Linked DNA regions of Pan troglodytes: regions 1, 2 and 3 are each linked to region 4. Evidence: chromatin contacts called from public Hi-C and HiChIP or PLAC-seq data. All regions are on one chromosome and are shown on one strand. Each heading gives the region's core, a stretch centred on a gene start, on an enhancer-like site or on the middle of the called end of the contact. The rest is flanking DNA. Distances are from core to core; before and after follow the strand shown. Region 1 overlaps TAF8 (TATA-box binding protein associated factor 8). Region 2 holds the start of CCND3 (cyclin D3). Region 3 holds the start of TRERF1 (transcriptional regulating factor 1). Region 4 holds the start of MRPS10 (mitochondrial ribosomal protein S10).

Region 1 (6,097 bases), core at 1,852-4,351, 140 kb after region 4:
ACGTTCAATGGACACCCATAACAAAACGCCACAGGCAGAAAGCTGCTTGTTGCATCAATGCTTGAAAGAACAGAGGGCTGGAAACCACCTAAATGCCCATCAGCTGGGGGCTGGGAAATAAGTTATGGTAGAACTATACAACAAACATACAGCCACGAAACAGAGAAGCTGTTTATTACTGACATGGAACATCACCAAAAAATACACTGAGAAGTAGAAAATATAAGTATTTGCATTTGATGCACAGAATACTTCTGGAAGAATACATAAGGTCATATTGACAGTAACATAATAGCAGCTGCCAGGGATGAGGTCTGAGCCTCTGGGAAACAGGGGAGGAGGAAGATATTTTGTTATCACTTATATCTTTCTCTGTCTTTTAAATTTTATACTGTATACATATATTATCTCTTCAAAATAAATAACTGTTTAACAAAGGAGAAAAAGAAAAGCTAGTAATCAAATGGAGATGAGGTAGGCCACAAGCTCCAAGAGGAGGAAAAATACCTTGAATTTTTTTCCAGGAGCGCCAGGGTCCATGGCAAAGCTCTACCCTGGGCCAGCTGCCCCCGCACTTGCACCTGGGCACGGGAAGTTGATGTTCGCAGAATTAAGAACTTTTTTCAGTATGCGCCTAAGTAAAACAGAAGGATGAGAAACCCACTATCAGTAGCTGAGGAAAACTCATAAATGAATGCATCACAAAGTTCAAAAGAAATAGAATGTGTGGCCCCAGGAGTCTTTCATATTGTGGCAAAAACTGACAAGGCTCAGGGTGTTCTTCTTGTACCCACAAAGCTACTTGTAAGAGCCTCTGAAGCCCCTGACCATCTATTTATTATTTATTTAGTATATGAATTTATGTACAATATATTTTAATCATAGTATACACATTATTTTTACATCCTGATATTTTCATTTAATATACAATTGACATTTTTCCATTTCATTAAGTACTCTTCCAAAACATAATTTTTAATGGTTCCACATTATTGAAACTTATGGATATATAATCGTTTATTAATAAATATCCATTGTTGGGGGCTGGGCATGGTGGCACACGCTTGTAATCCCAGCACTTTGGGAGGTCAAGGCCAGCGGATCACTTGAGGTCAGGAGTTCGAGACCAGCCTGGCCAACATGGCAAAACCCCATCTCTACTAAAAATACAAAAATTCACCGGGTTGGTGGCAGGTGTCTGTAATCCCAGCTACTCGGGAGGCTAAGGCAGGAGAATCGCTTGAATCCAGGAGACGGAGGTTGCAGTGAGCTGAGATTGTCCCACTGCATTCCGGCCTGGGTAGCAGAGCGAGACTGTCTCAAAAAACAAACAAACAAAATAATTCTCCATTGCGGGACATTTAGCTAATTTCCAGTCTTTTGCTCTTATAAATAAAGCTATGATGCACATCTCTGTTTATAAATCTTGCTTTTTTCAACTTTTATTTTAGATATGGGGGATACATGTACAGGTTGGCTACACGGTCATATTGCACCCAGGTAGTAAGCATAGTACCCAACAGGGAGGTTGCCTACCGAGGCCCTTTCCTCCCTCCCTCCCTCCCTCCCTCCTCTCGTGGTCCGCAGCGTTTAGTGTTCCCATGTTTATGTCCATGGGTGCTCAATGTTTAGCTCCCACTTACAAGTGACAGAACATGCAGTATTTGGTTTTCTGGGTTCCTGTGTTAATTCGCTTAGGATTATGGCCTCTAGTTCCATCCATGTGGCTGTAAAGGACATGATTCTAATCTTTTTTATGGCTTTGCACTGACCGTCTATTTAAGAGCCTCTGAAGATCATCAAGAACTCACTGGGTAAAGGAGCTGGCGCGGGGCCCTTTCCAACCCTGGACCCCAGACGACCATGATGGGAAAGACCCTCCAGAGAAACCTACAGGAGGACCCACCAGTTCCAGTGACTCCTTCCGGGGGGCAACCCTGATTCGGAGCTGGCATTCCCAAACTGAACCTGCCTGGGGGAGGGACAATCTGAGGGCCAATGCTGCTGAGGGAGCCTCTGCTGGCTTTACAAGGGAGAAGGCTGGTTTCAGCTGACACTCTCAAAACAGATATTACAAGAGGGACTCGGAAGCCTCAGGAGCTGTGCTGGGGCACCCCAGACACCCCAGTTCAGTGGCTGAGTCCCCGCAGGCTGGGTGAGACAATACCCCCCTCACCTGCCCTCCCACCTTCCCCCACGCCATCTCCGCCCTCCCGCTCCTTACTCACCTCTTCCTGAAGCTTCACTTGCTAACCCCACCCCATTCGGAACTTGGCACAGGCTTCAGCCCTTAAGTCCTTTTTTTTTTTTTTTTTTTAGACGGAGTCTCACATTGTTGCTTGGGCTGGAGTACAGTGGTGCGATCTCAGCTCGCTACAACCTCCACCTTCTGGGTTCAAGCAATTCTCCTCCCTCAACCTCCGGAGTAGCTGGGATTACAGGCGCCTGCTACCACGCCCAGCTAATTTTTTTGTATTTTTAGTAGAGACCAGGTTTCAGTATGTTGGCCAGGCTGGTCTCGAACTCCTGACCTCGTGATCCGCCCGCCTAGGCCTCCCAAAGTGCTGGGATTACAGGCATGAGCCACTGTGCCCGGCCTCAGTACTTAAGTCCTAAAGTCCAAACTTCCAATGACAGTTGTTCTCCTCTGTCTTGGTGAATGGAGTTAAAACAGGTTCCTGTGTGTTTGCCTGTCTCCCTGACTACACTGCTAACTCCCTGGGGGAGGGGAGTCATCTGCGGGTTTATATTTCCTCCCTCTCCCTTGGTACAGGCTCAGGCTATGGTGAGGAGTCACACTTGGCCTTGCTGACAGGCTGGCCGGCTCTCTTGGGGCCAGGACTAACCTCCCCCGGGTCTTAGGGTGGCTAGCTGTCCCCTTACTGAATCGTGTTTGGCAAATGCCAAACTATGTGGACCTGACTGTAAGAGAAATACTATCCCCCATACCTGCTCCAGCCAGAATGATCCTAAGTCAGCTCCTGTCACTCCCTTTCTATCTGTCTCCATCTGAATAACATCAAGCCCATGAGGCTTTGCAGGTGCGGCCCAGCTCCTCCCCGACCCCTGCCCCACTCCTCTCCTGCTCCTTCTGCTCCAGACACCCGGCCTCCTGTGGTGAAGTCACACACACTCCTGCCTCAGAGCAGTATGCCTGCTGTCCCCTTTCCCTGGAATGCTTCTCCATGTGGCCAGCCCCTCAAAGCATTCAGGGCTCTGTTCAAAGAGAAATTTCCTTCCCACCCCTCCCAAAACAGCAACCCCTGCAGCAAGTGCTCCTTCCCCTGCTGCCCTATTGTGTGGCAATCATTTCTTTCATCCGCCCCTCCGGATGCACCCTCCTAGGCCCTGGCAGGCTGGCGCTGGTATGGCCCACATCAGCAGACCCCGTCCCCCCTGGCTTCCATTCAGCAGAGAGCCGGCAGGACAGTGTGGGAGGAGGGAAGGAGAGTGAGGTGAGCTTTCACAGAAGCCGGGTTGGCTCTTTCCCTGCAGGGCTCTGTGTGCTGGCAGGGCTCCTGGACCTGAGGCCTGGGCTCTTGCAGAAGCCTCTCCCATGGGCTTCTCCCCAGGTTCTAGCTGTCCCTCCCCTTCCCTGTTCCCAGCCCGCGTGCTACATCAACCCTTGTGCTTCCCCTGGACCTTGCCTGCACCTTTGGAAGCAATCCCTTCATTAAACCTTCCTCAAACATCCAACCCAGGCACACTGTCACCTTCCTTCCAGGACCCTAAATTCACCATCTGACATGACAGGTCTGTTTGAGAGAAGAGAGACAGACCCTCTTATATTGTTTTATACTCAGAAAAGGAAAAATAAGTGAAACTAAATGCAGGTAGCCCGGTGCCTAGGAACCAGACCCGAAACCAGGCCTGGGCCTGCCTGACCTAAGCCTGGTAGTTAAAGATCGACCCCTGACCTAACTGGTTATGTTATCTATAGATTCCAGACATTGTATGGAAGAGCATTGTAAAAATCCCTGTCCTGTTTTGTTTTGTTCTGATTACCGGTGCATGCAGCCCCCAGTCACGTACCCCTGCTCGCTCAATCGATCACGACCCTCTCACGTGGACCCCCTTAGAGTTGTGAGCCCTTAAAAGGGACAGGAATTGCTCACTCAAGGAGATCGGCTCTTGAGACAGGAGTCTTGCCGATGCTCCCGGCCAAATAAACCTCTTCCTTCTTTAACTCGGTGTCTGAGGAGTTTTGTCTGCGGCTCATCCTGCTACATGCTGTTGGTGAGCTGTCTGTCCCCCAGCTAGCCCACAAGCTCACAGGAGGGGAAACCTTGTTTTAGTCGCTGCTGTATCCCAACATCTGTATCAACACTGTGTGTAGCAGAAGCTCGATAAGTGTTTGTTGAATGTTAGAGCTGGAAGCCATGGCTCATTCCTGTAATCCCAGCACTTTGGGAGGCTGAGACGGGCAGATCACTTGAGGTTAGGAGTTCGAGGCCAGCCTGGCCAACATGGGGGAACCCCCCCCCCAACTCTATTAAAAATACAAACATTAGCTGGGCGTGGCAGTGCATATGTGTAATCCCAGCTACTCAGGAGGATGAGGCAGAAGAATCACTTGAACCTCAGAGGCGGAGGTTGCAATGAGATGAGATTATACCACTGCACTGCAGCCTGGGCGACAGAGACACTGTCTCAAAAAAAAATTGTTTAATGAGTGACTGAACAAGGGGAGGATCAACGTAATCTGGAGAGGCTACAGAGGCTGGAAAGTCAGGCAAGATTTTAGGAGGTGATGGGGAGGAAGAGCTCTAACAAAGGCAGGGGATACAGCAGTGATGAAAATGGCCTCCTCTCAGGGCGTGAAGACCCTCGCTTTTGTCCTTCTTAGCACCCCTCCACTGTCTGTCATAATTTTGGGTTTGTTTTCTTTGTATGTCTTCCCACTGGAATGAATTCCCTGCAGGCAGGACCCATGTCTGTCTTGTTCGTCATGCTATCTTCAGAACTGGCACAGCGCCTGGCATGCCCAGATTGATAGACTGATATTTAATAAATGAAAAGAAAAATGAATTATCCAAAAGAAACAATGAATTGGCAGAGGACCTCAGAAGCCTGGCTGGGCCATTTGGACTTGGAGTGAAAAGCAGGAGGGAGGAACTGCAAGTCCTACTGCAGGGGAGAGAAGACAAGGTGAGGGCTTATGGGAAGACGGCCCTGGCAGGGATGGAGGCTGGGGAAGAGCAAGGTACCTGCTCAGCCACGTGGGGAGGCAGCATCAGACAGGCCAGGAAGGAAGAAGGGGCAAAATTCAGTGACTGTCTTGTCACTGATTTCAGTGTCTTGGTCCAGGGGACCAAGCGGGGGGCTGGGAAAATGAGATCGTGCCATCCAGCCTGAGGTCCCAGGCCAAGGTAAGCACTCGAGGGTTAGCTGCCGTTATCCTCACTGTTTCTAACCTCTGTCTGAAGTGGGAAAGCTTTGGAGTGGAAGTGGTTTTTGGGAAAGGGGAGATCAACTCTGGCCATGTTGAAATCAAAGTATCACCAGACAGCTGGATGCCGAGGCATCCTGGAGAGATGATGGCTGGAGGTGGAGAAGCAGACGAGCCATCTCCATGCATACACAGCGGTTGAGTGTTTGTGACCATCCACGGCTAAGAGGACTGGAGGGAAGAGCCAGGAAAGAAAAGGAAGGCCAAGAATAACAAGGAAAGTGGGGCAGTGTCATGGAAGTCAAAGGAACAATGTGGAAGAAGGAAGGGGCAGCCAGCACAGTCACATGCCAGAAGCAAAAGAAGCGGGCTGGACCCCACTGAGGGGCCCCCATCCTGGAGGAGCACCTACCTGCTGGCCTCTGGGATGGGCTGGGAGAGCTAATGGTGCAAGTCAGGGGGTGCATTGTTAGTAGAGGGCTTGCTGCCTGTCCCAACAAGACATTCCTGGGCATACACACTCAAACCTCATTTATGACAGAGACTGCCAACTGTCCCACAAATCCACTTTTTCCTTCTTCCCATGGTGACAAAGCTCCCAAATTTTACCTAGACAGAGCCACCCAGGTAAAGACCACATTTCCTTGCTTCCCTTGCAGCCAGGTGGGTTCGTATTACTAGGAGGGTGCAGCTTCCAGGTCCTGCTTA
Region 2 (6,487 bases), core at 437-2,936, 180 kb after region 4:
CCGCCGCGTCGGCCATCTTGCTCTGGCGTAGTGTGCGCGAGCGCGGGGCGCGATGGGACTTGTAGTCGCGGGGCGGGGCGGGGCGGGGCGGGGCGGGGCGGCGTGCGCCCCTTGGTTTTCCGAAGCCCAGTCGGTTGGGGGACGCCTCCGGTGACCCCGGCTCACGTGACTTTTTTTTTTTTTTTTGGATAGAGTCTTGCTCCGTTTCCCAGGCTAGAGTGCAATGGCGCGATCTCGGTTCACTGCAACCTCCACCTCCCAGGCTAAAGCGATCCTCCCGCCTCAGCCTCCGGAGTAGCTGGGATTACAGGCGGGCACCACCACGCCCCGCTAGTTTTTGTATTTTTAGTAGAGACCGAGTTTCGCCATGTTGGCCAGGCTGGTCTCGAACACCTGAGCTCAAGCAGTCCGCGGCCTCGGCCTCACAACGTGCTGGGATTACAGGCGTGAGCTACCGCGCCAGCCTCACGTGACCTTTTGAGAGTGAAGTGTTCTGGGGCCTTCAGTGGCTTGGTTGTGGGCCAGGAAAACGCGCCCGGTTTCACTGAGTTAAAAGAAACCTATTTTAATATGAAAATCGGTTCTTATAAAGAGCATACCAGGAGGTCATCTACACTCGCAGGGTTTTCCAAACTTGTCTTATTATTAGTAACACCTGGCTGGGCCCAGCCCAATCCCAGTGACTTCACTCTCTGGAAGAGGGGCTTGGGAATCTTTCTCATTAAGGAGCTCCCCAGATGATTCTTCTGAGCGAGTAATGTTGGGAAACCCCGGAGCATCCAGCCTGGTGATTTTGTGCTGAGGGCCGCCCCACCTGTCAATGGCCCACTTGGAAGTAGAGCCTGGACCACCTAGTCCAAGTCTATCGCTGCATCCTGCTGCCTTCGCGCCCTCGACCCGCAAATATTTGCGAGGCAAGTCTAGGGGGCGGGAGACTTGTCCCTTGTCGCCTCACTCCCAGGGCGTGGGGTGCCCGCGGCTGCCAGTGGTTTTCTCCCTAGCTGCGCCTAGGGAGAAACCTAGTGGGTTTCTCCCTCTGGCTGCGCCGTGTTCGTCCCCATTTGCAGGTGCCTGGCAGGACGCAGATTCTGGGCTTGGATCCTAACACTAGCCAGCTATGGTACTGCGGGCACTTGACCTTAATCCTCAGTGTGTCTCAGTTTCCTCTTCTGTAAAACTGGGGGAAAGATGAGATGATACACAGAAAGAGTCTGTCACAGTGCCTGACGTGTAGTAAAACTCAAGAAATCGGCCGGGCGAGGTGGCACTCGCCTGTAATCCCAGCACTTTGAGAGGCCGAGGCGGGTGGATCACCTCAGGTCAGGAGTTCGAGACCAGCCTGACCAACATGGTGAAACCCCGTGTCTACTAAAAATACACAAAATTAGCCGGGCGTGGCGGCGTGCGCCTGTAGTCCTAGCTACTCGGGAGGCTGAGGCAGGAGAATAGCTTGAATCCGGGAGGCGGAGGTTGCAGTGAGCCGAGATCGCGCCACTGCACTCCAGCCTGGGCGACAGAGGGAGACTCCGTCTCAAAAAAAGAAAAAGAAGTCGCTCCTCATGATGTTGTTTACTTCCTGGATAGCACGTGGAGGAGTTGCCAACGCCGGGAGGCAGCGGTCCGGGAACCCGTGCTGCCCCGGCCCCGCCGCCCACACCTGAGCCTCCGTGGCGCCCCGTCCCCGCACCTATGCCGCGGGGGGCGGGGGCTGCGAGCGGGGGTGCGCGGCGCCGGATGAGCCTCCTGGCCTCGCCGAGGGTGTACAGGGGGTGGGAGAGTCAGGCCGGGGACCGAAACTTGGCTGAGCAGAGCACCAGCCCCTTTGTCTCCTCCGCCCCCTCTTCCCCACTTCCTGCCCAGCTCTGGATCGGCGGCGCGGCGCGGACTTTGTAAACACTTCGCCACTGCAGGGGTGGAGACTGGCTCTGTTCGGATGCCGGCCGGGGGGGAGAGGTGCAATCCTCTCCTCGCGGCTGGTGGTTGCGACCACCCCCACTCCCCAAAGGCAGGCTCCGGAGGCGGCGGGACAGAGCGCCTGCGACCCCAGTCGGTGCTCCGGGGAGGTCACCTGGCGAGGAGGTAGGCTTGGGTGCTGGAGAAACCGGGGTAGATGGGATGTCAGCTCAGGCTGGAGACCATGCGTTGGGGATCGGCGCTGGGTGGGTCAATGGGGTCGCCGCATCCTCATCACTTCCCAGTTGGCACCGAAAGCTTGGCTCACTTTCCCACTGAGTGAGGTGTTCTGCACAGAATTGAAGGGCAGAGAAACCCCCAAAGGCCCTGAGCCCTCTGTATGTACACACATCGGCACAACCCCCTCCAGCTGATCTGGAAGCCCCGTGGCTTTACCGGGCTGTTGGTCTTCTCATGCCTCAAAGATGGGGTGGAAGGCCAGTAGGAGGGCAGACCAGTGTGGATGGGGAGTCTGTGAGTGCTCTGGCAAGTGCACCGGGATGAAACTGGAGGGAGGGACCCTTCAGTGGTGTCTGATTGATACATAGATGATGATCTTAGCTTCTTCTGTGTCTCTTGAAGTGCCAACAAGAGGAATAACTGAATAAATTGGTTGCTGTTACTAAGGGAGCATTAAGTTACTCATTTGCATTGATTGAACACCTACTATGTGCCTGGCATTATATGGAATGCTGAGGGTGCAATGATGTTATTCATCCACAGCTAATATGGATCACAAAACAATAGACATAGACGCCAAGTACACTGGCTGGGGTGGCTGGGAAGGCTTCAGAGAGAAAAGGACATTTGAGTTGGGTTCAGAAGGATGAAAAGCATGGAAATCTTTGGGGGCACTTATTCCACAGAACTGGATTGAACCCCAGCTGTGGTGTTGGACACTGGAATATAGGGGTGACCCAGAAACAATTCCTGCTCCCTTTAATCCACTGTCTAACCATCAAGGGAATGAACAGGATGAATCCCAGAAAAGGCAGTTTTCTGGGCTGGGTCCCAAGAACCCAGGAATTCCCAGCTGGGTACAGCTGGGAGGGTCCACCTGGGGGTGATGTGACGGTCCACACAATCCTGGGCACCCCCTCCTCATCCCTGGACTCTGAGACTGTTTCCTCTGACGAGTCCTTGCCCTCTGCCTACCACCTCATTTCTCTTTGGGACCAGACGTGGATAGAGAAGTGGATCTCCCTTTGCTTCCTCACAGATTCTTCTGGCCGTTCAATTCTGGGGCTCCTTCGGGAAATGACTGACACAGCAATTTATGAATTCATTCAGCACCTATTTGCTATGGCCATACTCCATCTGCACAGGCTATTCCCACAGCTGTTGGGGATGTCATGGTAATCAAATCAGAGTTTCTTCCCCTGGAACTTAACACTGAAAGCCTCTGATAATTGTAGCAGAGTCCTAGTCTATGCCAGTTATTGAGATCATGACCTCCATGGTCCCAAACATCTTCTCCTTCCGGCTTCCCCTTCCCTCAAGGGCTTAGAATACTAGCTAACAGTTACATAACACTGTCAGGTACTCTTCTAAGTGGCTTAGAGATCATATCTCATTTAAACCTCCTAATATAGTCCTATGAGGTAGGCATTAGGATTCTCTCCATTTTATAGACGAGGAAACGCAGGCACTGGAGATAAGTAATCTTCCTTCAGACACAAGAAACAAATGGCAGAGCTGGGATTTAAACCTAGGTCACTTGATTTGGGAGGCTTTATTCTTAACCGTTAGGCTAGCCTGCCTCCTTCGCTGACCACAAAAAATGTGCACTTGAGCCAGGAACTTAGGAGTTTCCTAAAGGGAGTCTGTGGTCCTGTATCTTGGATGATACAGCCATCTGTTAGCTGAGCCATAGGCTGGTACTGTTTACAGTGAGCCCAGCAGGCCTGGAATAGGGTTGTGGGAACTGCACAGAGCTGGTATCCTTTCCTGATGGCTGTGTGTGTGTGTGCGTGCGTGCGCGTGTGTGCGTGCACACAAACGTATGAATGTTTTCCCCTGTGTAAGCCTCACTCAAAGGGAAAGGGGGAATATGAATAAACTGGGAGGAATGAACTAAGATTATATTCAAGAAAGAACTTCTCAACTTGGACGTGATGTGCCAGAATCTGGGGATTTGGGAAACCAAGACACCTCTTTTGTTGGGAATTAAGAATAGCAGAGATGCTCACATTCTAGATGTGCATTCCAGCTTGGTAGATGAGTAAGGAAGATGGCCAAGGAGTGGGTCCAGGCTTAAGATGCTCACACCTCTCTTTCCCACAGCTCCTGCTTCCAAAGCTGCATCTGTATATCCTACCCAGTCCCTCCAGACAGGCTGGGATAATGCTGGTGATGCAAGCGAGAGCACAGGACAGTTTCCATGGATTCCAGCCCCTTTTCCACCTCCTTTCTGAAACGCTTTTAAATTTCTTACAAGGGCCCTCCCCACAGGTTTGGGGAGGCCTTGAGGCGGTCCCTCTCTGCCTGCAGTCAAAGCACTTCGTGCATCTGTCTTTGAGAAAGGGATGTGTGTTGGGGGCATGGGTATTGATGCTGGGAGTCGAGGGTGGGAACTGGGTGGAGGGTGGCTGCACTGAGAAAACGGGTAAGCAGGATGTGAACCTTAAGAACTATAAACCTCCAAGCTGCTCTTCTCCCACGCACGCACCTTCCTCCCTCACTCGCTGGTAGGGTGGGGTGCAGCGGAGCCCTTGGCACGCCCTGGCCCCCTGCCCCAGGCACTGGCTTGGCTGTGGAGAACAGGTTGTACTCTTGAAAAACCACAAGAGGAAGTTTAGGGAGGGCTGGGGGTGGGGAAAGTTCTGGGGCCCCTGCCAAGTTTCCCTTTCCCTGCTGAGCAGTAGATGTGTTTATCTTGCCCTCAAAGACATTTAAATTTTAAATCCTCAAGTTTCAAAGAGCTGTCAAGGCCTGCCCCTTTCTAGGGGTGGCAACAGACACTGCTAGAAATGGCATTGGAACAAGTTACCCATCTGTTGGAATTCACCTGGGATTCGTGCAGGTTGAGAAAGGCTAATTCCAGAAAGTCTCTTCTTTGGCCCCTTCACTTTTCTCTTCCCCAAAGCATTTCCTACAACCTTTAAACTCAGAGGAATGTGGCTGTAATTGCCACTTAGGAGCTGAATGGTGTTGTGGGAGCTGTCCCTAAGTTTTTACCTGTACTGTCTCATTTAATATTTATTCACCACAACTCTAGGTAGTAAACACCTCTATCTCCAATTTACAGATAGGAAACAGGCTCAGAAAGGCAAACTTGCTCAAAGTAATTTAGCTAGTAAGTGGCAGAGCTTGGAGTTGAACAAGGATCTATCTGATTTCAAAGTCTAGGCTCTTTACTCGTGAATTAACTCTCAGTCTGAGCATTGACTTTCCTAATATATCAAACACTGAGACAGGGAGGCTGAAATATAAAGGGATTTTTTTAAATGCTGCTGCTAGTATGGGAGAGGGATAGAATTGGAAAGGATTCCTTGGAAGTTAATGTATTTAAGAAAGGATAGCCACCGGGCATGGTGGCTCACGCCTGTAATCCCAGCACTTTGGGAGGCCAAGGTGGGTGGATCACGAGGTCAGCAGTTCGAGACCAGCCTGACCAACATGGTGAAACCTCATCTCTACTAAAAATACAAAAAAAAAAAAAAAAAAAAAAAGTTAGCCCGGCGTGGTGGCACGGGCCTGTAATCCCAGCTACTCAGGAGGCTGATGCGGGAGAATCACTTGAACCCGGGAGGCGGAGGTTGCAGTGAGCCAAGATCACGCCATCGCACTCCAGCCTGGGCAACAGAGTGAGACTCCGTCTCAAATAAATAAATAAATAATTAAAAGGAAAGAAAGAAAAGAAAGAAAAGATAGCCAAGTTAAAAAAAGATGCAGGAGGTGAGAGGTCAGGTCAAATTCTGGAAGATTGCAGCAAAGGGGAAGATTTAGGAGGAATACTATAGCTGTATGCAAATATTTAAAAGTTTGCCCTGGCAAACCTTGAAGTAGGGGGTTAGTGGGACTAGTGGAGGCAGATTTTCAAAAAACGTAGAACTTTCTAACAAATGGGGCTTAGAGCTCTTGCTATAAGAGGGGCCTCTGCCAGCAAGACGACCTCAAAGCCCCTTCGCCTGTAAACCCCTGATGTGATTTTCCCCCTGCTTTCCTCTTCTATGTCATTCTTTGCTCTCCCATACTCCCTGGCCCATGGTAGTCCCTGATCGTCCACCAGGTGGAGCTGTTGCCCAGTGTGTCACCCTGGGGTGACTGGATTGGGTGAAGAGTGTTGCCCGGTTCTTCAGGCGCTGACTGGTTTCAAGGGGCCTCTGCTCCCAGCCCATCACCAGCTGTTTACACACCGGGGCCCAGAGAACTGCTTTTGATCCAGCAAAGCCCCCATAAAAGGTGCTCTTCTGTCTTGTCCAGGCTCCGGCCAGAATGTGCAGGCCTCCGCCTCTGCGGCATACACCCGTCCCCAGGTCAGGGATTTCTTCCACATCTTCTCTTTCCCCTTCCTGACTGTCCTTTCCCTTTG
Region 3 (6,240 bases), core at 3,298-5,797, 230 kb before region 4:
GGCAAATCGCTTGAGTCCAGGAGTTCGAAACCAGTCTGGGCAAGATGGTGGAACCTCATCTCTACAAAAAAATACAAAAATTAGCTGGGGGTAGTGGCGTACACCTGTAGTCCCAGCTACTGGGGAGGCTGAGGTGGGAGGATCACTTGCGCCTGGGAGGTCGAGGCCACAGTGAGCTGACTGCTAACCCTGATTGCCTCCATAGACTGTGCCACTGCATGCCATCTGGGCTGACAAGAGTGAGACCCTGTTTAAAAAAAAAAAAAAAAAAAAAAGGAAAGAAAAAGTAAAAAGAGATAGGGTTTGGATTCAGGTTGGCCTGGATGCAAATTGGTGCAAATTACATAATCTCTCTGAACTTTCATTTCTGTCTGCATCTGTAAATAAGGATAATGATGAAGATTTGGGGCAGATTAAATAAGAATATGCATGCCTAGTATTTAGCACAGTGCGTGGCACATGGAAAGCACTCGATAAATGTTAGCAATTAATGTAGAAGAGGAAAAAGAACCACAAAGTATTTAAACATTTGCATTTGTTAGTAGCTCGAGGAAATGGTGGCTCATCATTGTTAATAGAGCCTGCTTAGGATTGAGGCTGAAGGGGGGAAGGGTGGGAGTGGGGATAGGATAGGGGAGTGGCTCTACCTGGATTGGAGAAAGGAGTTCTGGACATAAAGATTTAAATTGGTGTCCGAGGAGTTCTCACAAGGCCTCAGCTGGAAAACAGTTAAATGCATCTTCTGACCACTAACCCAGGTTGCCTCCAGAGAAGGAAAACCAAGTGGGTGGCAGACAGGGTGGGAGGGAGACTTCTTGCTGTTTATTTGAATTTGGAACCATGTGAATGCATTCAACCTATTCCAAAAGAATAAATTACATTTAAAAATGGTCTTTTGCTATGGGGATAAGTGCTGAGAATGGTAAGACTAGGATCTGATGATAATAATAATAATAATTCCATTATACTTTGTGCAGCCCTAGGAGGGCTTCAGTCATGCAGGACAGGTTTTGAACTAAGATTGGGACTTTTTCAGCCTGACTCTGATTTCAAAGATCCAAGCTAATATTTTAATTTCGGTCACCCTCCTTCTGACCCTGATTGTAGAAAGATTCCAGACCCAGCGCTCATGGACTTGGTTTATTCAACCTGTGGATTGCCTTCAAGAGTATGCATTGTTGGGAGTCAAGTCTATTGGTAAAATCAGGGATGCATTGTCTGTGCATCTGCCGGTGTTTCCCAGTCCTTTTGGTGCTCTCTCTCTCTCTCTCTCCCTCTCTCTCTCTATATATTTTTTGAGACAGAGTCTTGCGCTGTCACCCAGGCTGGAGTGCAGTGGGGCAATCTGCTCACTGCAGCCTTAACCCCGTGGGCTCAAGCCATCCTCCTGCCTTAGCCTCCTCAGTAGCTGAGACTACAGGCATGCACCACTATGCCTGGCTAATTTTTTATTTTTTAATAATAAACGTGGAGAGGGTCTCTCTACATTGTCCAGGCTGGTCTCAAACTCCTCAGCTCAAGCGATCCGCCTACCTCATCCGCCCAAAGCGCTGGGATTATAGGTGTGAGCCACCCCGCCTGGCCCCATAGATATTTTTCTGATGCTTCAATCAGCTAAGACTCTGAGGATCTGATTTTCTAGAGTCCTTTGGAAGGTGTGGGGGGAGGGGGGGCGGGGGAGGATACACAACCCTATTCACAAATATTAGTAACTTGCTTTAAACTCTAAGGCCTTACATAAAATAACTCATTTAAACCTCACAATAACACTATGATATGAATACTATCATTCCCATTTTACAGGCAAAGAAATTGAACCAAGCGGTTAATTTGCCTAAGGTCAGAGCCTGCAGAGCTAACCATCTAGCATTACCATCACTCTGTTGGCAATGAACAGAGCGGGCCAAGCGTGTAGGGTGTAGGGGGACCTTTGAAGATGACAAAAGCGTCCTTGGCTGTGTAGCCGCAAATCCCAAATCCTTCCTTCTCTGCAGCTTCTGGTTTAGGAGCTGGAAAGACAGGCTGTGAATTTTCACGTTGACCTGGGGCAATTAACTTAACTCTCGGAATAGGTTCCTTATCTGCCCCGGGGAGGAGTTTTAGATTAAAAGGGTGTGTGTGTGTGTGCTGGGAGGGAGGTGGAGGGGCTGAGTTTTCTGGGCGGTGCGGTTTTCCCAAGTCCCGTTTTGAGGTTTTGTCCTAGCCAGCTCCCGCTCAGGTCCCTGGGCGGTGACGGTGGTCAAGCTTAGCTTGGCTGTTCCTCCTCCGCTTGGAAAAAGGCCGCCACTGGGGCCAACTCCGGCCACAGCGCTGCTGCCAGGAGACCTAGGGTAGGTCTTTTCCCCTGAGGTAGAGACCTGGGTGTACCCTCAGGAAGGCATCTTGAAGTTACTGACAGTTGAGTCAAATCTTGAAGGTCCAGCAGGAGTTAGTAAGAAGAGGTGGAAGGGGAAAGGTTAGGCGCCCCCTCCTCCACCCCTTGAACAAAGAAAGCTTGACGGGGCTTACAATATCCGAGGAAGAGCTGGGCGGGTGGAGAGGTCTGTAGAGGCGAAATCACAACTTGGCTTTATTCTAAGGGCAATGGAAGAGGGTTTTGAAGGCTTTAAAATAATGTCATTAGGAGTTTTAGTCGCTTGGGAGGAATGGGTCGGAGGGGGACAGGAAGCTATCGCAGAAAGCAGCCCACTTGGAAGATGACCGAGGACTGAGGAAAGAGGGCGGGGGACATCGAGCATCTGAAGCTTTTCCCAGTCGCCGCAACACTGTGCGCCGTCCCCCGGCTTTCTTTGCTTATGTGGAAGGGCTCCATAAAGGCTGGGCACGCGCCAAACGCTCATTAAGCGAAATAGCCCAGGTCCCCTCCTCTTTTCAGGGACTCTCTGGTCCACGTGCCCCAGAATTGGTAGGGTAGGCGGGAGGACTTTCCACTGCTGAAGATGGAGAACCGTTACCCCTCAAAAAACACAAAAACCTCGGGTGCTTTTGGCAGCAGTCTCCTCCGCTCATGATCTCATGCTTTAAGCTCCCATATAGCCTCCCTCCGCCCAATCCACACCCAGCGCCCGGGTGGGGGTGGGGTGGGGGACACTGGCGAAGGTCTGGGTAGCGGGAGGTCATTCCTCTTGCGCGACATTTTGGGGGAAGGGGCGCAACGATTTCCCCCACGGAAAAAAATGGATGGTGTAACTTTCTGTCGTGCAAAAAATACTGTCTTGCCCTCGAGACAGATGCCTCGAACCCGGCTCGAGGTGGTCTGTTTAGCTGAACTACCTTTGGTTCACGTTTCCTCTGACCAGGAAAGAAGCTTGGAAATGCAGGGGTCTCAGGCCAGGTTCCCTGACACCTGGGCCGACCACTGCCACGCCTTCTCGGGACCTGGGGGCCGTCCTGCTGTTGCCCTCCGCCCCCGCCCGCGCCGCGGAGGTTTGAACCTTTGGCTCGCCTTTCAGCCCGCGCCCTGCCCCCTGCTCGCAGCTGCTCCCGGTTTGGGTGCAGCGGTTTCCCCCGCAGAGGAGGAGGAGGAGACAGCGCGAGGGAGCGACTCCGGGCTCGGGTTTCCGCACCAATGCCGAGCAGCCCCGGGCGGCCCCCGGCGGCCGTCCCTCCTCCCCGGCACCACGTTCCACAGTCATGGCGCGCGAGGAGGGGCGAGCGCGCGCGGCGGCTGCACCCGCGCCCCCTCTCCTCCCCTCCCCTCCGCCGCCCGGCCCCTCTCCTAGGCAACTCCCCTCCCCGGCCTGCTGCGCCTGCCGCAGCGAGGGAGACCCCTCCCCGGAGAGCTGCTCTTCCAGCGTGGTCTACTGCACCCCTTCCCCGCCCCCATCGGGGCGGAGGGATGGAGACGCGCGCTTCGCGAACCTCCAGCCCCTTCTCCGGAGCCCCAGCCCCACCGAGGCCAGGGTGCGGTGGGGGTAGGCGCGGACCGTCTCCTCGCAGCCCGCCTCGACCTCGGCATCTTTGCAGACCCTTAGAAAAATAAACAAACCCCCTCACAAACCCCAGTCGTTAGCTTGCAAAGCGTGTTACAATAACCGGGACGGCTACGCAGGAAGCAATCCTGCACTGGTCCGGGTTTAAGGCGGCAGCTTCCCGGCCACGCTGCCTTCTCCCCGGCCTCGATTTTCCGGCCATGCCGGAGAGTCCGCTGCACCTCAGGGCTGACAGGTCCCGCTCGCGCAGGGCCGCAACTGGGCCCGTGTCCCCCGTCCCATCCTCGTCCAGAGACTCGCCAGCCTACAAAAGGTGCAACCTCACGCACACGCAAAGCGCACAAATAAAGTCAGCAGCGCACCGCCGCGAAGGCTGCGAACAATGCGCCGGGCGGCCCGCGCCCGCCGGAGCGCTGCGCCCCGGGGGAAAGGGGACGCGGGCGGGGGCCGCGGCGGACGACCAGCCGGTCGCGGCGCTGGACACCTTACTTCCTGCTTCCCCGCCCGCGGCCAGACCCAGCTCTGCGGAGGGATATCTCTCCCCTCCTCGGTCCCTCTCCCTCCCTTCCCCCGCCCTCCCCCTCTTTTTGCTCCTGCTCCCCCCCCCCCACCCCGCCTTTCTCCTTTTGCAAGAAAATAATTTGACAGTCGATTTGCTGACAAGGGAGGAATTTGCATCCTGGATTTAAAAAAAAAAAAGGCCGAGAGGAGCTTGGGAACGGTTGCTAGGGGTGGGTAATGGGTGAAAAAAGGGGGGTACCGGGGAGCGGATAAGGAGGGTTAAGGGAGGGGGCGAGGATGGGGAGCAATGCAAAGGTAAGGCCAGGTTACCGCGGCTCGGCCCCGAGTGGGCTGCGACCGGGGGAGGGGCGAGAGATACATATGTATTTCTGTCTCCCCAGCACACCCCCTTCCCTCTAAGCGATGGCTGAGAGGCGGTGCATGCAGATGGGGAGTAAGTTTCCTGAAGGGGAGGGTGGATGCACGCGCGCAGCCCGGCGCTGCAAATTTCCACCGGGGAGGGAGAACGGCTGGATGCGGAGAGTTTGGAGTTGCTTGCGGCGGAGGGCAGGAAGGGGAGCAGGGCTGGGAAAGGGGGCTGGCGGGCGCTATATCTGGGAGTAAGTTTCCAGCATCAGGAGAGCCTGCACGCTTGCTCACTAGTAAGTTTCTGGCCGGGGAGGGCGCATGGGGAGGAGGAGAGGGAGGGGTGCATGTATATAGAAGGGGGGAGGGGGGAGCAGATTTCCTGCGGGGAGGCTGAATGCATATGGAGAGTAGATTTCCTGAAGGGAGGGTGGAGGCGTAGACGGACCGAGTAAGTTTCTTGCTGGGGTGGTGGAGGAGGTGGTGGGTTGGTGCTTTGGAAACCCAAAGCTTCCTACCCTGGGTGGGGGAGCACACTCTTGTCGGGGGGACGAGGGGCCAGGTTCCCTGCTGGGGAGAGGGGCTTGCATCTGGGGAGTATGTTTCCTGGCGGAGCGATATTTGTTTACAGGCTGAGGGCAGTACTGTAAGTGAGTAGCGCTGAGAGAAGGCGGCTGACATAAATTAATATTGAAATTACTCCATCAGCTCTGCTCGCCCCCCATCTCACCCCCCAAGCGGATACTGGTCTTCTCGTCGGATTGCCCATGCACTTGTTGCAGAAACAGCCAAGGTAGGCAAGAAGCTTATTAAGTTTCATTTTTAAAAAATTAGTTTGGGGATGCTCCTCGAGAAGACGGGGGTGGGGCGAAGTGGGGAGGGAAGAGTGGGGAGACAGAAGGAGAAGTCTCCCCCCCCCTTTACTTTCACTATGCAAGCAGGCCTTCTCCCTTCTTCCCTTCTTCCCTCTCCGGGCTGCACAGCATCCCAGCAAAGGGGGAGGGATGAGGTGGGCGCTATAATTGGCAACCCTGGCTTAAAGGTAGTGATGGTGGGCTTGCATTTGAGGTTGTGATGTTATAAAGGCTTCATTCTCCAACTAAGAAACCGCAGGACTCTGCCTTTTGGGGTTTTTGACATGATACATATGTGTATGTATACGCGCCTGCGGGCTCTGTGGGGGCTGGGTACTCCCCAGAAGTTAGTGTGGCCACCCAGATGGGAGAAATGTGTAAGGGGGTAAACCTGTTCCTTCACTCCCCAACTTCAGTTTGGGAGACTGGGAAGTTACTGCCGGTGGTCTTAAGAAACAGATATTAAAAACCAACCAAACCACTCCTTCACCAGCGGAGGCCGAGAGCACCTGGCAGGCAGCCTCTGGCCAGCACTGGACTGGAGCATGTGCGCCTGCCATCCTTAGGTTACAAGAAAACGCTTTCTG
Region 4 (6,848 bases), core at 1,878-4,377:
ACTTTGGAAGCAGGAACAGAGTTGGGAGTGGGGAGGCTGTTGGAAAACCCCATTGGCTGAGAGAAATCCCCTTAAGTGTCACAATTCAGAGAGAGAGACTGATTCTGAGAAGGGCACTGGGCAGCCTGCCAACATGGGGCATCACCGAGTCCAGCAGAAGGGCACACAGGTGAGGCCGGGTGTGGTGGCTCAAGCCTGTAATCCCAGCACTTTGGGAGGCCAAGGTGGGCGGATCAGGAGGTCAAGAGATTGAGACCAGCCTGGTCAACATGGAGAAACCCCGTCTCTACTAAAAATACAAAAATTAGCTGGGCGTGGTGGCGCATGCCTGTAATCCCAGCTACTCAGGAGGCTGAGGTAGGAGAATCACTTGAACCCAGGAGGTGGAGGTTGCAGTGAGCCAGGATCATGCCATTGCACTCCAGGCTGGGCAACAAGAGTGAAACTCCGTCTCAAAAATAAATAAATAAGAAGTGCACACAGGTGAAGTGTGCTGTTTCCATACCCTGTTGCAAGGCCACACTGGAATCTCTGCCACACCTCAACATGGACTGAATTCTAGTAAACAGAGGCCAGCCTGAGGGGCAGGAAAACTGGTTTCTGCTCCTAGACCTTTTCTATCTCCTAGATAGGTGTGATGTTGGGCGAATCATTCTGCCTCTTCTTTCGTTCTCTTGCCTGCAAAATAGGGTAGTAATAACTATTTGTGGGGAGAAAAAAAAACAACTTTATATTTGTACACTTCTTTATTTGGATGCTATAAAATATTCTCATAAACTTGATCTTTTTATTTTTAATCTTCTCAACAACCTTGTGAGGCAGGTGAGGTAGAAACTTAATGGCACAAATAGTGGATGACATCTATAGTGTATCATTACATGGCAGTATTGTACTAAACACCATACATTGGTATTGCATTGAATTCCCAAGCAACTATTGGAAGCAGGAACTACTGTTATCTTTTTTTTTTTTTTTTGACATATGAGCAAACTGAGGCTGAGGGTAAGGAAATAACTTGCTCAAAGTCACTCAACTAACTGGTAAGCCTGGGATTAGAAACCAGATCTGATTATAAGGCTAGAGTTTTCCATTAGGCTAAAATGCATATGTGAAAGCACTTTGGGGAAATAAAGCTTAGAAATGTGAACAAATGGGCCAAGTGCAGTGGCTCATACCTGTAAAACCAGCACTTTGGGAGGCCAAGGTGAGAGGATTGCTGGAAGCCAGGAGTTTGAGACCAGCCTGGGCAACATAGCAAGTCTCTGTCTCTACAAAACAATAAAAATAAAATAAAAAATGGTCGCAAACACCTGTAGTTTTAGATAGTCCAGAGGCTGTGGTGTGAGGATCACTTAACCCCAGGAGTTTGAGGCTGCAGTGGGCTATGATCAAGCCAATGCTCTCCAGCCTGGTCAACAGAGCGAGACACTGTCTCACACACACACACACAAAAGACAATATAGTATTATAGAAGCAGACTTTAAGATGAGGAGAAAGTAAAAGGAAAAATAAAAATAAATTTTTAAAGATTTGCACAAATGGAATAAGTTTTTTTTTTTTTGGAGACGGAATCTCGCTCTGTTCCCTAGACTGGAGTGCAGTGGTACAATCTCAATCTCGGCTCACTGCACTCTCTGCCTCCCGGGTTCAAGAGATTCTCCTGCCTCAGCCTCCCAAATAGCTGGGATTACAGGTGCACACCACCATGCCTGACTTTGTATTTTTAGTAGAGACGGGGTTTTGCCATGTTGGCCAGGCTGATCTTGAACTTCTGACGTCAGGTGATCCACCCGCCTTGGCCTCCCAAAGTGCTGAGTGCTGGAATTACAGGTGTGAGCCGAGCCACTGCACCTGGCCTTTTCTTTTCTTTTCTTTCTTTCTTTTTTTTTTTAGACAGAGTCTCATTGTGTCTCCCAGGCTGCAGTGCAGTGGCACGATCTTGCCTCACTGCAACCTCCACTTCCCGGGTTCAAGCAATTCTCGTGCCTCAGCCTCCTGAGTAGCTGGGACTACAGGCACACAACGATGACACCCCACTAATTTTTTGTGTTTTTAGTAGAGATGGGGTTTCACCATGTTGGCCAGGCTGGTCTCGAACTCCTGACCTCAGATGATCCGCCCACCTCAGCCTCCCAAAGTGCTGGGATTACAGGTGTGAGCCACCGCACCCAGCCTGAAGAAGTTTTTATTACAGCAAATCCCAGTTATACATCTTTTTACTTGGAAAAAATTATGGTGGACATTAATAATTAGACAAAACACTTTGGCTTGTTGTAAGTGAAGCTAGCCATTGTAAATTCCTAAATACTAGAGTAACATAAGGAAATGAATAATTTAGAAAGATCAGTAGGACAGCGGTATACAAAATGGTTGGAGCACAGGAATTCCAATTGGTGTGGGGAAGGAAGAAAGGATTAAGAACCATAATTAGAAAGCCGCTGCAATAAGGTAACTGAGTGGCAACTGGACCCAACGGTAGTGGCCGACTTTTCTTTTTCTTGTTAAATATAGATTTTGTTAAAATTTTGAAAAATGCAAAAAAAATTGAAAAATGCAAAAATAGGAAAATAAATCACCCATTATTCCAGTACTGAAGTAAATGGTGTCAATACACTAGTTTCAGTCCGGGCTTTGTGGTTCATGCCTGTAATCTCAGTCCTTTGGGAGGCCAAGGCCAGAGGATCACTTGAGGACAGGAATTCAAGACCAGCCCACAAAATAATGAGAGCAATATAATGAGACCCTGTCTCTACAAGAAAATTTAAAAAAAACAAAAAATTAGTCGGCTGTGGTGGCACGCACTTGTAGTCCAGCTACTTGGGAGGCTGAGGCAGGAGGATCACTTGAGGCAGGAGTTTGAGGCTGCAGTGAGCTATGACTGTGCCCACTGCACTCCAGCCTGGGCAGCCGAGTGAGACTCAGTCTCTAAAAGGAAAAAATAAGTAAATAAATAAATGTGTGTGTGTGTGTGTGTGTGTGTATACACACACAACAATTTAAAGGTGAAAACATTAATAGGGCTCGGTAACTATCCAGACACTGGCCGGAGCAAAACCAGCCTCGGCCAGCCAACTGTCCCGCCCCCAAAAAGCACAGGATCATGTCTCTATGGTTGTTCCGGCGCCGGAACATGAGGATGTACTCTCTTCTTTTGCGGAACTCTATGGTCTGAGGACGCCGCTGTAACCCCGGAAGCAATCCTGAGAGGTCGGGACCGGCAAGATGGCGGCGCGGACAGCGTTCGGGGCTGTGTGCCGGCGCCTCTGGCAGGTACTGGATTGGCTAGGGAGACTAGGAGGGCTGACCGGGATAGTTGCTTTTAAGTTTCCCTGCCACCAGCCGCTCTGCCCATCAGGATTTTTCCTGATATTTATCCCTCACCTCGCGCCGTTTACAGGAAAGTGACGAGAAAGGGGCTGGTTTTATCAGAATTCTCTCATGGAATTAAATATAAGTTAGTGAGTCCAGGCAAAGATAGGAACAAGAATAATCGTAGAATGTCAGAGCTGGAAAAGATTTTGTACTTCGTATGTTCCAAAACCCCTCCTTTCACGCTTGCAAAATAAACTGAGGCTCAGAGAAGACAGGAAATTTGCCTCGCGAAAATTAGAGGCTGAGCTGGTGCAAGATCTCAGACTCTTCCCATGGAACTAAATTGAGATGCTTTCCTGGCATCCAAATTTAGATGAAGGTCTCAAGCCAGAGGAGTGGGTTAGATATCCTCTGCGCAGTTATTTGCAGGAGGAGCAAAAACTTTTCAGCAGCGGTTCTCCTGCTTTTTGGCCTTGGGACCACTTTACACTTTCGGAGTTCAGGACTCCAGAGAGCTTTTGTTTTTGTGGGTTTTTGCTATCTATATTTAGCTTTTTGGAAAATAAAACTTAAGAATATATATTGACTTAAAAGTAACACTAACTCATTACATGTTACAACTAATACTTTATGAAAAATATATTTTCTGAACAAACTGAGTAAGGAGCAGCAATGTTTTACATTTTTGCAGCTCTCTTTAATTTCTGGCTTAATAAAAGCTAGATTCAAATCTGCTTCTGTATTTAATCTTTTCCTATATCACACCTCAGGCTGTCACGGGAAAACTTCACTGTACACTGGTAAGAGAATGAGTGGAAAAGTTGTAAATGACGTTTTGGTTTTATGAAAATAGTTTTGATTTCCCGGATCCCCTGAAAGTGTCTCAGACCCCACAGACGTCCTCAGACTACACTTTGAGACCACCGTTTTTGTTTTTGTTTGAAGACGGAGTTTCGCTCTTGTCGCCCAAGCTGGAGCGCAATGGCACGATCTCGGCTCACTGCAGCCTCCACCTCCCGGGTTCAAGTGATTCTCCTACCTCAGCCTCCCGAGCAGCTGGAATTACAGTCATGCGTCACCATGCCCAGCTAATATTTGTATGTTTAGTAGAGACGGGGTTTCACCATGTCGGTCAGGCTGGTCTCGAACTCCTGACCTCAAGTGATCCGGCCGCCTCGGCCTCCCAAAGTGCTGGGATTACAGGCTTGAGCCACCGCACCCGGCCTGAAAACCACTGTTCTTGAGAAAAGTCAGATGATATTAGAGATTGAAATTTTTGAACTGCTTTATTAAGACAAATTTACCCAGACAGCCCTCCCTTCCAAACCACCACTCCCCCAACACACACACACACACACACACACACACACACACACACACACACACACTCTCTCTCTCTCTCTCTCTCTCTCTCTCTCTCTCTCTCTCTCTCTCAAGAAATACAAAGAAAAAATGCAATTTAAAAACTTCTTGGCCGGGCACGGTGGCTCACGCCTGTAATCCCTACACTTTGGGAGGCCGAGGTGGGCGGATCACGAGATCTCCTGATCAAGACCATCCTGGCTAACATGGCAAAACTCCGTCTCTACTAAAAATACAAAAATTAGCTGAGTGTGGCGGTGGGCCCCTGTAATCCCACCTACTCAGGAGGCTAAGGCAGGAGAATTGCTTGAACCCAGGAGGCGGAGGTTTCAGTGAGCTGAGAATGCTCCACTGTACTCCAGCCTGGGCGACAGAGCAAGACTCTGTCTCAAAAAAAAAAAAGAAAAGAAAAGAAAAAAAAAGAAAAGAAAAAGCAGAGGTTTATAGTGGGAGAATGTGACTGAGAAGTGTAATATTCTTGCTCCTCTTGCACAATTCGATTGTGGGGTCACTGGTGTAATTGTTGGGAGGGAATTTTCTATGCAATTTTGTCCGAAGAATGGCACATACCTCTTACCACTTTGTGTTGTACCTGATTTCCTTTTTCCTTTTCCCCTTTGGTGCAAAGAAGATTATAGAGTTATGATTTGTCTCTATCTTGGGTAAGGAGAGGAAGGACAATAAGCTAAGAATAGGCTTTTAAAACGTGGCTAGGTGGTGGTTCACTCCTGAAATCCCAGCACTTTGGGACACTGAGGCTGGAGGATCGCTTGAGCCCACGAGTTCAAGACCAGCCTGGGAAATATGGTGAAACCCCATCTCTACAAAAGTACAAAATATTAGCTGGGCCTGGTGGCCCGTGCCTGTAGTCCCAGCTATCTGGGAGACTGGGGTGGGAGGACCACCTGAACCTGGGAGGTCCAGGCCATGATCATGCAACTGCACTCCAGCCTGGATAACAGAGTGAGACCTTGTCTCAAAAAAACCCTGAAAAAACAAACAAAAACATACTTAGGTGACAATCATTTGTATTAATGAAACTTCACTTATGCTAAACTTCTTTTTTTTTTTTTTTTTTTTTTTTTTTTGAGAGGGAGTCTCACTCTGTCACCCAGCCTGGACCTCCGCCTCCCGGGTTCAAGCAATTCTCCTGCCTCAGCCTCCCAAGTAACTAGGATCACAACCGCACCGCCACCATGCCTGGCTAATTCTTGTATTTTTAGTAGAGACAGGGTTTCACCATGTTGGCCAGGCTGCTCTGGAACTCCTGACCGCAAGTGATCCACCCACCTTGGCCTCCCAAAGTGCTGGGATTACAGGTGTGAGCCACGGCACCTGGCCTTATTTTCATCTTCATTGTGTTTTTAGGGATCCTATTGTGTTTCCACTTTCTCAGGTTACACTTCAAAATCTCAGAAAAGTTTAAAGGAAAAAACAGCTGTTATATGTAGTAGTATCGTTTGTTTCCTAAAACTGGAAAGTCTTGTTCCACCAGGGGGAGCTGATGGTAAAGGATTTGGAAATGTGGGTTCGTTGTAGCATGTGGCATAGTAGTTAATGATGGGTATAAGTCACAGCACATATTTCAGTTCATTATAAGCTAGTTATCCCAGCCAAGCTAAGAAATATGTATGCTTTAAAAGATGTATGAAAGCATCAAAAGAGGGATACTTTAGAATTTTTATTCCAACTCTTAACAAATTATAAAAACAATATATTTTATTGCTTAAAGATATTCAGGCAAAATAAGTATTATACTGAAGTACAATTAATTTGTAAAAAATAATGGGAAAATGAAGTCACATTTTTTCTTGATGTCCACATAATTCATAGCTTTTTTTAAATGTGAGAATTGTTTTTTTGAAAAAGTTTTTATTCCTAATCTTTAAAATAGAGATTCTCTAGTATTTTGAGACTGCTTTTTTTTTTATCATCAGCTCTACCATTGTCCTCTTTTTTTTTTTAATCTAATTTGGCCATTTTAGTTACCCCAGTATCTTCATCTGAAATAATGAGGTAACCTTTTAGTTTTTAGTGGAAATTATGAATGGTTTGGTAGTTGACTTTAATTCTAACACATGTCCTACTTTTTTTTTCTTTAGGCATTGGGGAATTTTTCTGTAAACACCTCTAAGGGCAATACAGCCAAAAATGGTGGCTTGCTTCTGTAAGTA

The links. A called contact is a pair of places that touch in the nucleus more often than the background predicts. HiChIP or PLAC-seq counts read pairs in DNA pulled down with a chosen protein or histone mark.
Region 1: a Hi-C map of induced pluripotent stem cells shows a contact between it and region 4, with 2.3 times the contacts expected there. The contact joins the enhancer-like site here to the promoter of MRPS10 in region 4. A contact is called at or near these places in 1 of 7 Hi-C or Micro-C datasets (induced pluripotent stem cells) and 1 of 1 datasets of contacts at active chromatin or transcription factors (stem cell-derived excitatory neurons).
Region 2: an H3K4me3 HiChIP or PLAC-seq map of stem cell-derived excitatory neurons shows a contact between it and region 4, with 2.6 times the contacts expected there. The contact joins the promoter of CCND3 here to the promoter of MRPS10 in region 4.
Region 3: an H3K4me3 HiChIP or PLAC-seq map of stem cell-derived excitatory neurons shows a contact between it and region 4, with 4 times the contacts expected there. The contact joins the promoter of TRERF1 here to the promoter of MRPS10 in region 4. A contact is called at or near these places in 1 of 7 Hi-C or Micro-C datasets (stem cell-derived neural progenitor cells) and 1 of 1 datasets of contacts at active chromatin or transcription factors (stem cell-derived excitatory neurons).

Annotation. Positions count from the first base shown.
Region 1 is chr5:47,967,760-47,973,856 of NHGRI_mPanTro3-v2.0_pri, reverse strand. It overlaps TAF8 (TATA-box binding protein associated factor 8), which reads right to left. Exons shown (of 9, transcript XM_009451254.3): 9 at 158-634. The coding sequence ends at 550. Among named protein-coding and RNA genes, the nearest start is that of TAF8, 39 kb to the right of the region's middle. Within about 2 kb of position 3,101, at least 3 of the 24 cell types and tissues checked have an H3K27ac peak or open chromatin away from gene starts, as enhancers often do. A contact at or near this core is called in induced pluripotent stem cells, where this site is marked.
Region 2 is chr5:47,925,648-47,932,134 of NHGRI_mPanTro3-v2.0_pri, reverse strand. CCND3 (cyclin D3) reads left to right here and starts at 1,686. Exons shown (of 5, transcript XM_016955479.3): 1 at 1,686-2,079. TAF8 (TATA-box binding protein associated factor 8) reads right to left here and starts at 34. Exons shown (of 9, transcript XM_009451254.3): 1 at 1-34. The coding sequence starts at 16.
Region 3 is chr5:48,339,441-48,345,680 of NHGRI_mPanTro3-v2.0_pri, reverse strand. It overlaps TRERF1 (transcriptional regulating factor 1), which reads left to right and starts at 4,547. Exons shown (of 18, transcript XM_063813036.1): 1 at 4,547-4,748; 2 at 5,508-5,592.
Region 4 is chr5:48,103,023-48,109,870 of NHGRI_mPanTro3-v2.0_pri, reverse strand. It overlaps MRPS10 (mitochondrial ribosomal protein S10), which reads left to right and starts at 3,127. Exons shown (of 7, transcript XM_518474.9): 1 at 3,127-3,270; 2 at 6,777-6,841. The coding sequence starts at 3,223.